Regions from separate parts of the Rattus norvegicus genome. Here region 1 is linked to region 2. A link is a contact called in public Hi-C data. All regions are on one chromosome and are shown on one strand. The core of a region is the stretch at or near the end of the contact, and the rest is flanking DNA. Distances in the headings are between cores, read along the strand shown.

Region 1 (5,003 bases), core at 858-3,357, 520 kb before region 2:
AGAAAATGGAGGCGATTGTTATTTTAAGGCTTATGAATAGATTCTCCTGGTGCCTGCTTCCTCATCCAGGCTGAAACAGAGCTTTGGAGGCTCAACAACTTCCTACCACGGGGAGGCTGTTTCATTTCTGCAAACACTTGTCAGCGGCTTGGTCTATTCTCTTGCTCTGCTAGGTTCTCTTTGGAGCCATCAGGTGGACAATCTATGCCAGATGAATGTCTGGTACATAGGTAGACATTTTATAAATGATTACTAAGTACTGGATGGAACCGAAAAAGACATAAGAAAGGACAATGCTAGTGGCCTTTAGGGTTATGACAAGACACATAGCGTCCCACAGGTTTTGACCTTCTCCTATTCTTCCATTGCCCTTTGGCGTAGACAGTGTGACATTTGTTAGTTGAAATCACAGCCAGGGCAGCTAATGTTCTGATCAGGAATTACTACTCTAGAGATGATTAGTTTTCTCTGATTGGCAAGTCGCAATACTTCAGCTGCTCCCAGATACTTTCCAGTGAGCAGAGCAAACGTCAGACTCAGGAGACAATCAGAGCAGCCGGTAGCTTATCAAACAGCCAGCTAAGTGCTATCAGTGGACTCTCGTGAGTGAAACTGGAGCTATTCAAGATGTGTGTGCAACCAGAATATTCTAGAAAGCCCCTCGGTGTGCCTGAACCTGACTGAAGAACCTGGGTGGGCAGTAGCAGCTTCTATAAGAATGGTTTTGCCAGATTCATCTCCAGAAACGTTACCTTGAGTCCGTCTGGGACAATCACTGTGTCTTCAGCCAACAATCATAACGGAGCGGCATATTTCCTTTGTACATAGTCTGACGTTCTTTATCCAGTAGACAGAGAACTGGAACTCTGTCGCACCGGCAGAGGGGACTCTAGGAAGCGGCTTATTTCCTCTTGTTTGTTTAGTGAAACTCTGGGTATGTCCCACAGCCAACTGGGGATAGTTGCTTTCACTGTGAGCTCAAGGAGAGGCTGACCTTCAATTTCTTATACAAGGTTCATAAACCATCAAGAGTGGCTCTTACTTCAAAAATTGCCTTCTACTGTTCCTCCCACCTACTCCTGCCCGCCATGGCAAGATGAGTTTTGTTCTGTTTTGTTTCTCTTCTATACTGGCCTCTCACTCCCACCTCTGTGGGTTCGCAGTAGATTGTCCACTGAGGCTTCCTGGTGGGGTACCCTGGAAAAGAAAACATCTCTCTGACTGGGTTGAATGAATTGTGAAGATACTTTTTAATTTAATTTATTTTTTCCTTATTCACTTTACATCCTGCTCATTGTCCTCTTCCTGGTCACCCCCTCCTACAATCCTACCCCCACACCCCTTCCCCTTCTCCTCTGAGCGGATGCTCCCCCTGCCCCCCGACACACACTTCAAGTCTCTGTGAGGCTAGGTGCTTCCTCTCCCACTGAGGCCAGACAAGGCAGCCCAGCTAGAAGAACACATCCCACATACAGGTAACAGCTTTTGGGATAGCCTCCCTACCCTCCATTTATTCAGGACCTACATGAAGACCAAGCTGCACATCTGCTACATATGTGTGGGGTGGCCTAGGTTCCGCCCATGAATGTTCTTTGGTTGGTGGTTCAGACTCTAAGAGCCCCAAGGGTCCAGGTTAGTTGACTCTGTTCATATTCCTGTGGAGTTCCTATCCCCTTTGGGGCCTGACATTGTGAAGATTCTTTTTTTTAAAAAGAATATTTATTTTCTTATTCTTACATGTGTGTGTCTGTGGAGGGGGTGTCTGTGGAGGCCTGAAGAGGATGTCTGATCCCGGGAGATGAAGCTTTAGGTGTTGGTAAACTGCTGTGCAGTGCAGGTGCTGGGAACTGAACTCAGAGCTTCTGGAAGAGCTGTATGTGCTCTAAACATCAAACATCTCCACAGCCCAGCAGAGACTGTTTAGTGAGTGTCTGAAGAGCAAGAGGAGGCACATTTCACCGTAGTCACTTCCTAGGATTCCTTTCCAGCTTTCTAGAAAAATTAATAAATAGCAGACCAAACCTCATATCCATGATCACATTGTGGAGTGCATTCTAGTCTCGGGCTCCATAAACCAAGCAGTTTCAGTTGTTACCACTGGAGGTCATTAGAGATCTTGTGGTATGTTTGAGGCGGCTTAAGGTAGACCTGGTTTTGTCACTAGAAATTGTACCCTTTGGCACCCGAATTCTTCTTTCTGTGAAATGAGAATGTGGAACCAACCTGTTGTGTAGCTTTTCCTCGCTCCCTTTGACAGCAGCTGCGCTCTCACAGGGAGATCAGTGAGGGAGTGAGTCACAGTTCGCGCAGCTGTTAACGTGCTCTGGGCTGCTGACTTCACAGGAAGCTAGCTGTGTGCGAGCTCCTGGTTTCCAGATTTGACCTTCTGAGGTCATCTTTAATTTGTAGAGATTGTCATCGAACACAATCTGCCCACTCCCGCTCTTCCCCATCTCAGGCTTGCAGACATGGGTGACTTTTACCTGGCCCTCAACTGTTTCCAGAGGTTCGCTCTGGGCTAGTAGTCTTGATTCAATTCGAGCTGTGTTCAATTTTAGTTAGATGTAGAAGCTCGACTAGGTTTTTTTTTTTTTTTTTTTTTTGAACAGCTAATACAATTAGTCAGCTTCCCTTAAAATATCCTTGTCGAGATATAATTCGTGTACAATGACAGTAGCTGAGGGACTCAAGTGAACGGTTTTAGAGTATTCGCAGAATTTTGCGGTCATCACATAGGCTAACACATTCCACCATTCCCAGAGTGCCCTCCTAGTCGATGAGAGCCACGCCCTTACCGCCTGTCCTTCCAGATGTGTCCAAACACAAGTCTACTTCCTGTCTCTCTAAATTTACCCTCCTCTGGACTCCATATATAATAGAGCCAAGTAACAGCTGGTTTTTTTTATAACTTTTTTCATGTATTAACTTGTCAAGGTTTATCCATTTTATAGCACGCTTTAACACTTCTTGTTAAAAAGTATTCCATTGTGTGGACTTGTAATATTTCAAACCGTCACCCGTAAACATTTGATTTGTTTCCTCCCTGGGCTGTTGCATATCATGCTGCTCTGAACATCTGTATCCAAATGTCTCTAAAGGGGAACTTTTATTTCCCTAATTTTGTCTTTCTTTAATTTTCCGTTTTAGACCAGTTTCTAGGGTTCATGTGTTCATCAAAGTTATTTATTTAGTGTATGTGGTGGATGGCGGTTAGGAACACGCTAAGTGTGGAAGTTGGACAATAACTTGTGGGAATTGGGGTCTTACCGCATCGAGTGGGTCCGAGCGACTGAGGTCAGCAAATGCCTGTACCTGTGGCCATTGCTCTGGCCTTTTATTCTTCTTAGGAACTCATAGCAGAGAGCTTCGTAGTAGAATACTGGCCTCAAACGTCAAGGGCGTGACTCAATCCTCACTATGGGAGGAATGAAAGCCACGGAGTGTATATAGTTAGGAGTGGAGTGAATGACTGTAACAGAACAGAACTACCAAACCTTATTTATTTATTCAGTGTTTCTTTTGAATCTTCTTACACCATAATCTCCCCCCCAAATGTAAACATAATAAATAAGAAAAATAGACATCACGTAGCTGCTCGAACTCTTGGGTGAACTCTACTGTATGGGGACTTTTTCTCATGGCAGAGGCTATTGGTTTTGTTTGTTTGTTTTCCAATCTATTTCTTTTGTTGAGAAAAATCTTTTTCATATGATATATTCTGGTCACAATTTTCCCCAGCAAGTTCCCTTGTCCTCCCACCCCCCAACTGCACTCCCATTCTTTCTCTTATTCTAATGACTTTGTTTTGGTCCCCCCCCTCCCCCCCCCCCCCCAGAGCTGGGGACCGAACCCAGGGCCTTGCGCTTCCTAGGTAAGCGCTCTACCACTGAGCTAAATCCCCAGCCCCTCTAATGACTTGTTTTATAATTTCCGGATAACTTTGTTTTAATTCACATAGCCCCTAATACTCCACGCTGTTAATTTTTAGAATGATTTTAAGTGGAACTTTATAACAACTAAGATTATTGATTGACTGACTGATCGATTGATTGATTTATTTTACTGATTTAGCTTCTCCAACCATCCCTCTGGCCAGTGTTTTTTACCAGGAAGTGTTTTTACCCCTCCATTATGCAGTTTCTCCAGGACTCATGTGTTAGCAGGTCACATGGTTCCTGCTGGTGTCTGTCTCCCCCCAACCCCCAACCCCACCCGGCCTTGACTACATTGACCTTTGAAGGCCACTGGGCTGTTTGTATCTGTCACACTTGGAGCCGCCTCTGAGGGCTGTGAGTTGCTCTCCTTGCTGCACTGGTGGGACCGGTTTTAAGTTGCCTCTGCACAGCTGCACCGCCTTCCTACAAAGGCCTTTCCTGCCAGAACTGGAGAAGTTTAAACTTGTAGCCTTCTTGGGTGGGTGTGGCGGCATTCATGCAACTGCGGTTTCAAGAGGTGGGGGAGGGGAGGGACTGACGAAAGAAGGAAGGTCATGGGAGTCTTGTCATTTGTCTCTTCCAGAGCAGAATGGACTTAGGAGTGGGCAGGAAAACGTGTGCATCCCTGTATACTTAAGAGTAAAGACCCATCCCCACTCTAAGACTCTCCTTTGAGTAAATGCGGCAGAGGGCTCGAGGGATCAGGGGAGGAAATCTCACTTGGTGTAGTCTGTTGAGAAATTGTGTATGAAGTTTTTCAGAGACAACGTTAACTTCCAGCTTAAGTTAGCGCCCAGCGCAGCCGCATAACCTTGAGTTCGGGAGACTCATTCTAAAGGAGAGCGTTTGCACTTGGCAATGGGAAGTTGTTTTAAGGAGAAAGCATCAGCCAGTGATAGTGTTACACCAAAGCAGGATGAGACAGACTCTTTAGGACCTTGGCGGCGCCATCACTGCTGTGGGCTTTGCTGCCAGGGAAGGATGAGACTTGAACTGAAGACAACACAGGCAAGGTAAAAATTCTAGCCAAGGTGCAGAGCAGAGTGGATGGAAAATCACCCCGAGGAA
Region 2 (5,611 bases), core at 937-3,436:
TACAGGGATGAGAATGAGCCATGCCTATTGGGCAGAGGAAAGAGTGACTAATAAAAGCAGAGTTCTAGACCAGGGCTCCAAGGTCACCCATATTAGTGAAGAAAGTGGTACGGGTGCCTCACAAGAGCTGTGGTTCTGATGGGGACGAAACAGATGGAGTATTGTGAAAGACAGATGCGTCTTCCCCGTCTCCCTTCTCTCCCGGGTTTAGAGTAGTGTGACCCCTTAGATACCAACTGTCTGTTGATGTCAGCTAACTAACTCCTCTACTCTTCAGCTAGCATCTGTGGTCCCAACTCAACTGTAGTTTCTATAGATTGTTCTCTTTCCTACGATTTTCTTGGTCTGTCACATACTAGCTTTCATTCTGAGAGGCACCGAGCCTTGGTGTCGCCTGCCCGCTCTCTCTCATCACCGTGGTATAAGCATGGCTAACCAGATCCATTTCATTGGTCTGAGCTACGGAACCAAATTTTTCTCTTCCATTCTCACCTTCTGAGTAGGTGGTCGGTATCTGGTCAGACCACACGTAGGCAAGGAATAAGGAATTTCCGAACAAAGACAGCAGGAATTAAAGACAGAGAGAATTAAAATACAGTACAGGGAAAATCATTGACTCCTTCTAATAAGTGAATTTAATAATAAATAATGGCTAAGCATCCACCGTGTGTTAGCATTTTTCCAGGCTGATGTGCAATGAACAAAACCAAAGAGGCCTGTTCACAGAGAGATTGGATTTTGAATTAAGGCCAGCTACCAAAAACCCATTCCGATAAGAAAATCCATTTTAAGAGAAATGGCAAAGTTGCTCCTGGTATTTACCAACTGATTCCACAAGCTTTGGTTTTGCCATGCTCGCTGTGATCTGTGGGTCATAAGTGGGGAGGCTCACACTCCTCTCTGCTCCATAATGTCTAACCTCAGCGTTGGAGGGTAATTCCGTCACTGAGATGGGAAGCACCGGCAGCCATGTTGGTTGACACAGGTCATCTACTGGGAACGTCTGTGGGAATGGGTGGCAGGAACAACTCCATGTGACCTGGCTTACTCACAGCGTGTCAGCCTCAAGGTGGTGAGACTCAGGGCTCCAAAGGGGTGTGCCCTGAGAGGAGTGGGAGGGAACTGTGTGGTCTTTTTCTGAATGAGCCTCGCAAGGTCAGTGGTAGAAAACGCAGAGAGTGAAACCCCAGGTCTGTGGAAGCCGTACCACGCCACCATCTGAGGAGAAGAATGTCAAATGATTTGTCAACACCGGAAAAACAAAACGACAAGTGTCATGAGGAAAACAGGAGTAAGGTTGAAGAGTTCCACGGGGGAAGAAGGTAGCATCCAGGATCCATTCACCGGTGAGGCAAAGTCTGAGTCTTGAGTCTTGGGGAGGAGCAATCACAGAGAGTCAACAGATGGAGATAATTTAACTCCCAGAGATGCCAATTAGCATGGTGAGGGCTGCTAATGGCGAAGAGGAGTTTGAATGCAGTCTTAGATTCTGCTTAAAGGTATATGAGAAACGTGTGTGTGGCGGGGTGTGTGTGTGTGTGTGTGTGTGTGTGCGTGCGTGTGTGTGTGTGTGTGTGTGTGTGTGTGTGTGTGTGTAGCCAGCGGTATGCAGATTTGGGATGAGGATGCTTGGGTGGGTTGGAGACCAGCATTGCATATCTGGGCTGTAAAAACCCCAGTGTCTTGATGCTGCCTGAACCTCCAGTAATAGAAGAATTGGCTGATGGTGAAACAGGAATGAAAACCCTTATCTAAGACTGAACAATGGAGCAAAGCTGACCTCAGAGCTGGCTGGCTTGTGGATGGGAGAAGAAACAGGTAAGGGGAGGCACAAAAGCCTTCCAATACTTACAAAGTCCTACCTCTGTTCCTTCAGTCTCTCTTTTAAGGTACAAATGTTCTTAGCGGGGCATCAAATCGAGCCATTGGCTCTTGAGCGAAAGGAAGACAGGAGGAGGGGACTTGAAAAAGGAAAAAGACCCTTAGGAAAAGGACACCTTTTGTGAATTCTAATTTTGGTGGACTGTAGCGAAAGAGTGTGTGCAGGCATCCTTGACTTGGTCCTGCCTTGAAGTTTACTGTAGGTCGTACAGAACCTGTTATGGTTCAGTAAAAGCAAATGCGGTGGAGATTAGTTGCTGAAGCAAGTGTCAATCTAGTCTTGGTAGCCACTCAGAAGGAAGTGCGAATAAAATTGATAGGACCTTAGCGCCACCTGGTGGCCAGTATGTGAAATGCGTCCTTGTACTAGAACCCTCACTTCTGTGTGCAAAATAGTCATTTCCTGGGTAGTTACCCGCACGATTACCCACAGTTCCTTTTGTGCAACTAGTTTTAACATATCAATCTGTCATCTATCCAAGTAACTGAGGATAGATGGAGGCCTATGGTGGTGGGAAGTTAGATAAGGAAAACTAGACGAACAGGCAGACTGTTGGCCCTTTCCTGCTTAAAGCTCACAGTTGTCAATTTTGCTTCGTCCAAGTTAGCATCAAATCATAGGATTCTCTCTCTGAGGGATTAAATAACAATAACAGTGATGGTGATGAAAATCGTGCATCAGGAGGAGTAGTTTGAAGAAATCAGAGTCCTAATATCGATTGAATGCTTTCTACTCCTAAGTCCCGAGTGACCAAATTAATATATAAGGGAGTGAGGCAGAACTTGAAATGAAGAGTTGGTTAGAAATTTTAGCACACGTAATTGGAACCACTGTACCGGCAATGGATGTCTTGTAGTCGCCTGAAGCATTAAAAGTGTCGTGCACAAGAAATATTTCATGGCTGGTAAGGTTCGGATACTTGTTTGAAGGCCAGTAAATCTCAGCATACAACAACAGCGTAATGTTATTACGACAATGTAGGGGATGTTTACAGAGACGGCTTCAACTCTCGGAGCGCCCGCCCAGCTGGATCCAGTCTGTGGCTCACCGCCAGGCTCCCGCTTACCTCAGAAACGGAAAAGTAAGGAGATGCCGTAATAGGATTTGACGCAGCTCCTCGCGTAGCCCGTCTTTCCACAGAAAGAAAAGCGATAGGGATGGGGCCGATGTTTCTTTCATGAGAATTTGAATACAAGTTATATTAATTAAACATCTTCATTTCGCTGATGGAGAAACTTGAGGCAGCGGTGATTAAATTACACGGCTATTTAGTTGCAGAGTAAGACCCATGTTTTTTAATCCCAGTCTACTGTTCATTTCGGTAAGAAAGCCGGTAGGCTCACCCTTAGGGCAGACAAGTCTGGATATGTCCAGGAAGATCATTTAAGTATACACAGACTGACTGTTATACCTCCTGTATTTATTTTCTCGAGACAAGGCTTCTCTCTGTAGCCCTGGCTGTCCTGGGCCTACCTCTGTAGACCAGGCTGGCCTCAAGTTCACAGAGATCTGCCTGCCTCTACTTCCAAGAGATGATATTAAATGTGTGGCCATTTCCTGTGTCTTAAGAGGTTCATTTTCTTACACATTTTGACATTCAAATATCATTCTGAAACTTATAATCAGAACTCGTGTATAATTGTAATCAGCCACTGGGGCAAATTACAAAGTGGTCTTTTTTTTTTTTTTTTTTTTTTCAACCTGGGAGAACTTAACCACAGATGTTTTTATTCATTGGGTTATATAGGATTGGCAGACCCAAGGTATTAGCTTAATCTGGGGAAGAAGTCATCACTCAGCAATATGGAATTCAGTAAAAAGAGAAACAAAATTACAACATATAACACTGGTTTGCTTTGATCTGACGTGGAGTTCTAATGAGGTCAGAACTGAGAAACATGGTTTAGACTAGCCAATGTGTGTCCTTTCAGAATCACATTTGCTTTAGCAGAATATCTTGACTGGTCCTGGAAATGGGTACAGCCGTATCTTGAGATTCCTGAAAGGTCAAATGTATAACAGAACAGGCAGACACACCTATCTAATGATGTGAGCCCCTCATACAGTCCTTCACGTTTCAGTGATTCCCTACCTTAATAACTTTATAACTTTAATTTTCCTAGTATTATGAATCATGGTGTAAATATCTGTGTTTTCTGACGCTCTTAGGTGATCCCCATGAAAGGGCTGAGACTCATAGGTTGAGAACTGCTAATACAGAGCTTTTCCTCCCGAGCCGTCTCTCAGTTCACCATTTTGTAGTCAGTGCCATCTAAGATTAGACATCTCGGCTTATCTCAGGAGTGCTGTGGTAAGCACCATCTCCAAGTCCCGTGTCAGCCTCCCATGCCTTCGAGCCAATCACCTTTTCTCTAAGTGTAACTTTCTTAGCTTACCTTGGAATGATACCAATGTTGCCGGGCCCTTGAATTAGAGAAGTGCCTTCTCCAATTTCTGTAGTGCAGTAGGTGCTTAACCAAGTCAGCCACAAGGGACTCAGTGTCGAGGAAGAGATCAGTTGGGGTTGTTCTTTCCGATTTGGTCCCATGGAGCCTAAACAGCGTGTTTCTTGCCCTCTTAAAGCCTCCCCTTATAAAAACGTGAAAAAAAAAAGTCTCCCCTTATTTCGTTTTACTAACATTGTATTTATTTAAATCTTTTTCATAAACTGTATGATAACTGGATTTTTTTTTCTTTCTTTCATGATGTACCTCTTAGAGGGGTGGCTCGAACTTAGGTGGGACTCGTTCTAAGAACCAATGTTTGGCAGGGATCTCAGAACCCCGGGATCTTTATGTTAGGAACCTGAGAGGCAAGGCAGTCACAAACCCATGCATGTGAAGAGAGATCCGTGGCAGGGACATCTTAGTCAGCCTTCATCACAGAGTGTTGCAAAACAACTACGGCAAGGCGGTGCTCGCCAGGGACAGCCTAAAGATTTGGCTTCACAACTTAATTCTGTGTGTTTGACATCTTGGGAATACTCATTATTATGAGTTGGGGGTGAAAACCAAGTCTAAAACAACAGGTTGCAAGAATTAACAACACCATCACACGGATAGCAACCATCTTTGTGGACAACTGAATGTTTTGTTTTGTTTTTTTCCAGACCGAGTTTCTCTGTGTAGCCTTGACTATCCTGGAACCTGCTGGATTTGGCCCCGTGCAACCGAAACAGAGTTTTTTCTTGCCATCTTAAAATTCATGCCCCATCAGCCGAGAAAAAAAATTTGAGAAAGTCGGGTAGACTAAACTGGCTTCAAATTCAGAGATCTTCCTGCCTCTGCCTCTCAGGTTCTGGGACTAAAGGCATGCGCCGCGCATGCGCCGCCACCCTGGCTTGCTGTCAAACAACTTAAGGAAATTACAAAGCCAAATTCTACATCAGTCCATGGCAGACACAAGGAGAGGAGACTCAAGTAGCCGTGACCCACACGGCTGTCACTCTCCTTCGTTGTAGTTAGCTTCTTTAGTACTAATATTGTTATTTTATACTAGTTTGAGTTTCCTCTCAGCCTACATTTTGTTTTCTACCCCGCTTTCAGGGCCAAGAGGGCTCCTTCAGCCCCATCTGTCTATATATCCAGCGGTGGTACCAGCTAACATTACTTGGCTGCGGGCCCCATAGACACAGACTCCCTCCCAGCTTAGTTCTGCAACCCCCAGTGTCACCAAATCATTGTTGTACAGTGAAAGGAAGAGAAGGAAGAGAGGGAAAGACTTGGGGCT

What was found. Hi-C and Micro-C count contacts between places; a contact is called where the count stands out from the background.
Region 1: a contact with region 2 is called in a Hi-C map of frontal cortex, with 6 times the contacts expected there. The contact joins two enhancer-like sites. A contact is called at or near these places in 7 of 12 Hi-C or Micro-C datasets (frontal cortex, kidney, liver and 3 more).

Annotation. Positions count from the first base shown.
Region 1 is chr1:14,657,990-14,662,992 of GRCr8, reverse strand. The region is part of intron 2 of Ect2l (epithelial cell transforming 2 like); the gene reads left to right. Among named protein-coding and RNA genes, the nearest start is that of Ect2l, 17 kb to the left of the region's middle. Within about 2 kb of position 2,107, at least 11 of the 93 cell types and tissues checked have an H3K27ac peak or open chromatin away from gene starts, as enhancers often do.
Region 2 is chr1:14,139,141-14,144,751 of GRCr8, reverse strand. No RefSeq gene overlaps it. Among named protein-coding and RNA genes, the nearest start is that of Cited2, 9.6 kb to the right of the region's middle. Within about 2 kb of position 2,186, at least 15 of the 93 cell types and tissues checked have an H3K27ac peak or open chromatin away from gene starts, as enhancers often do.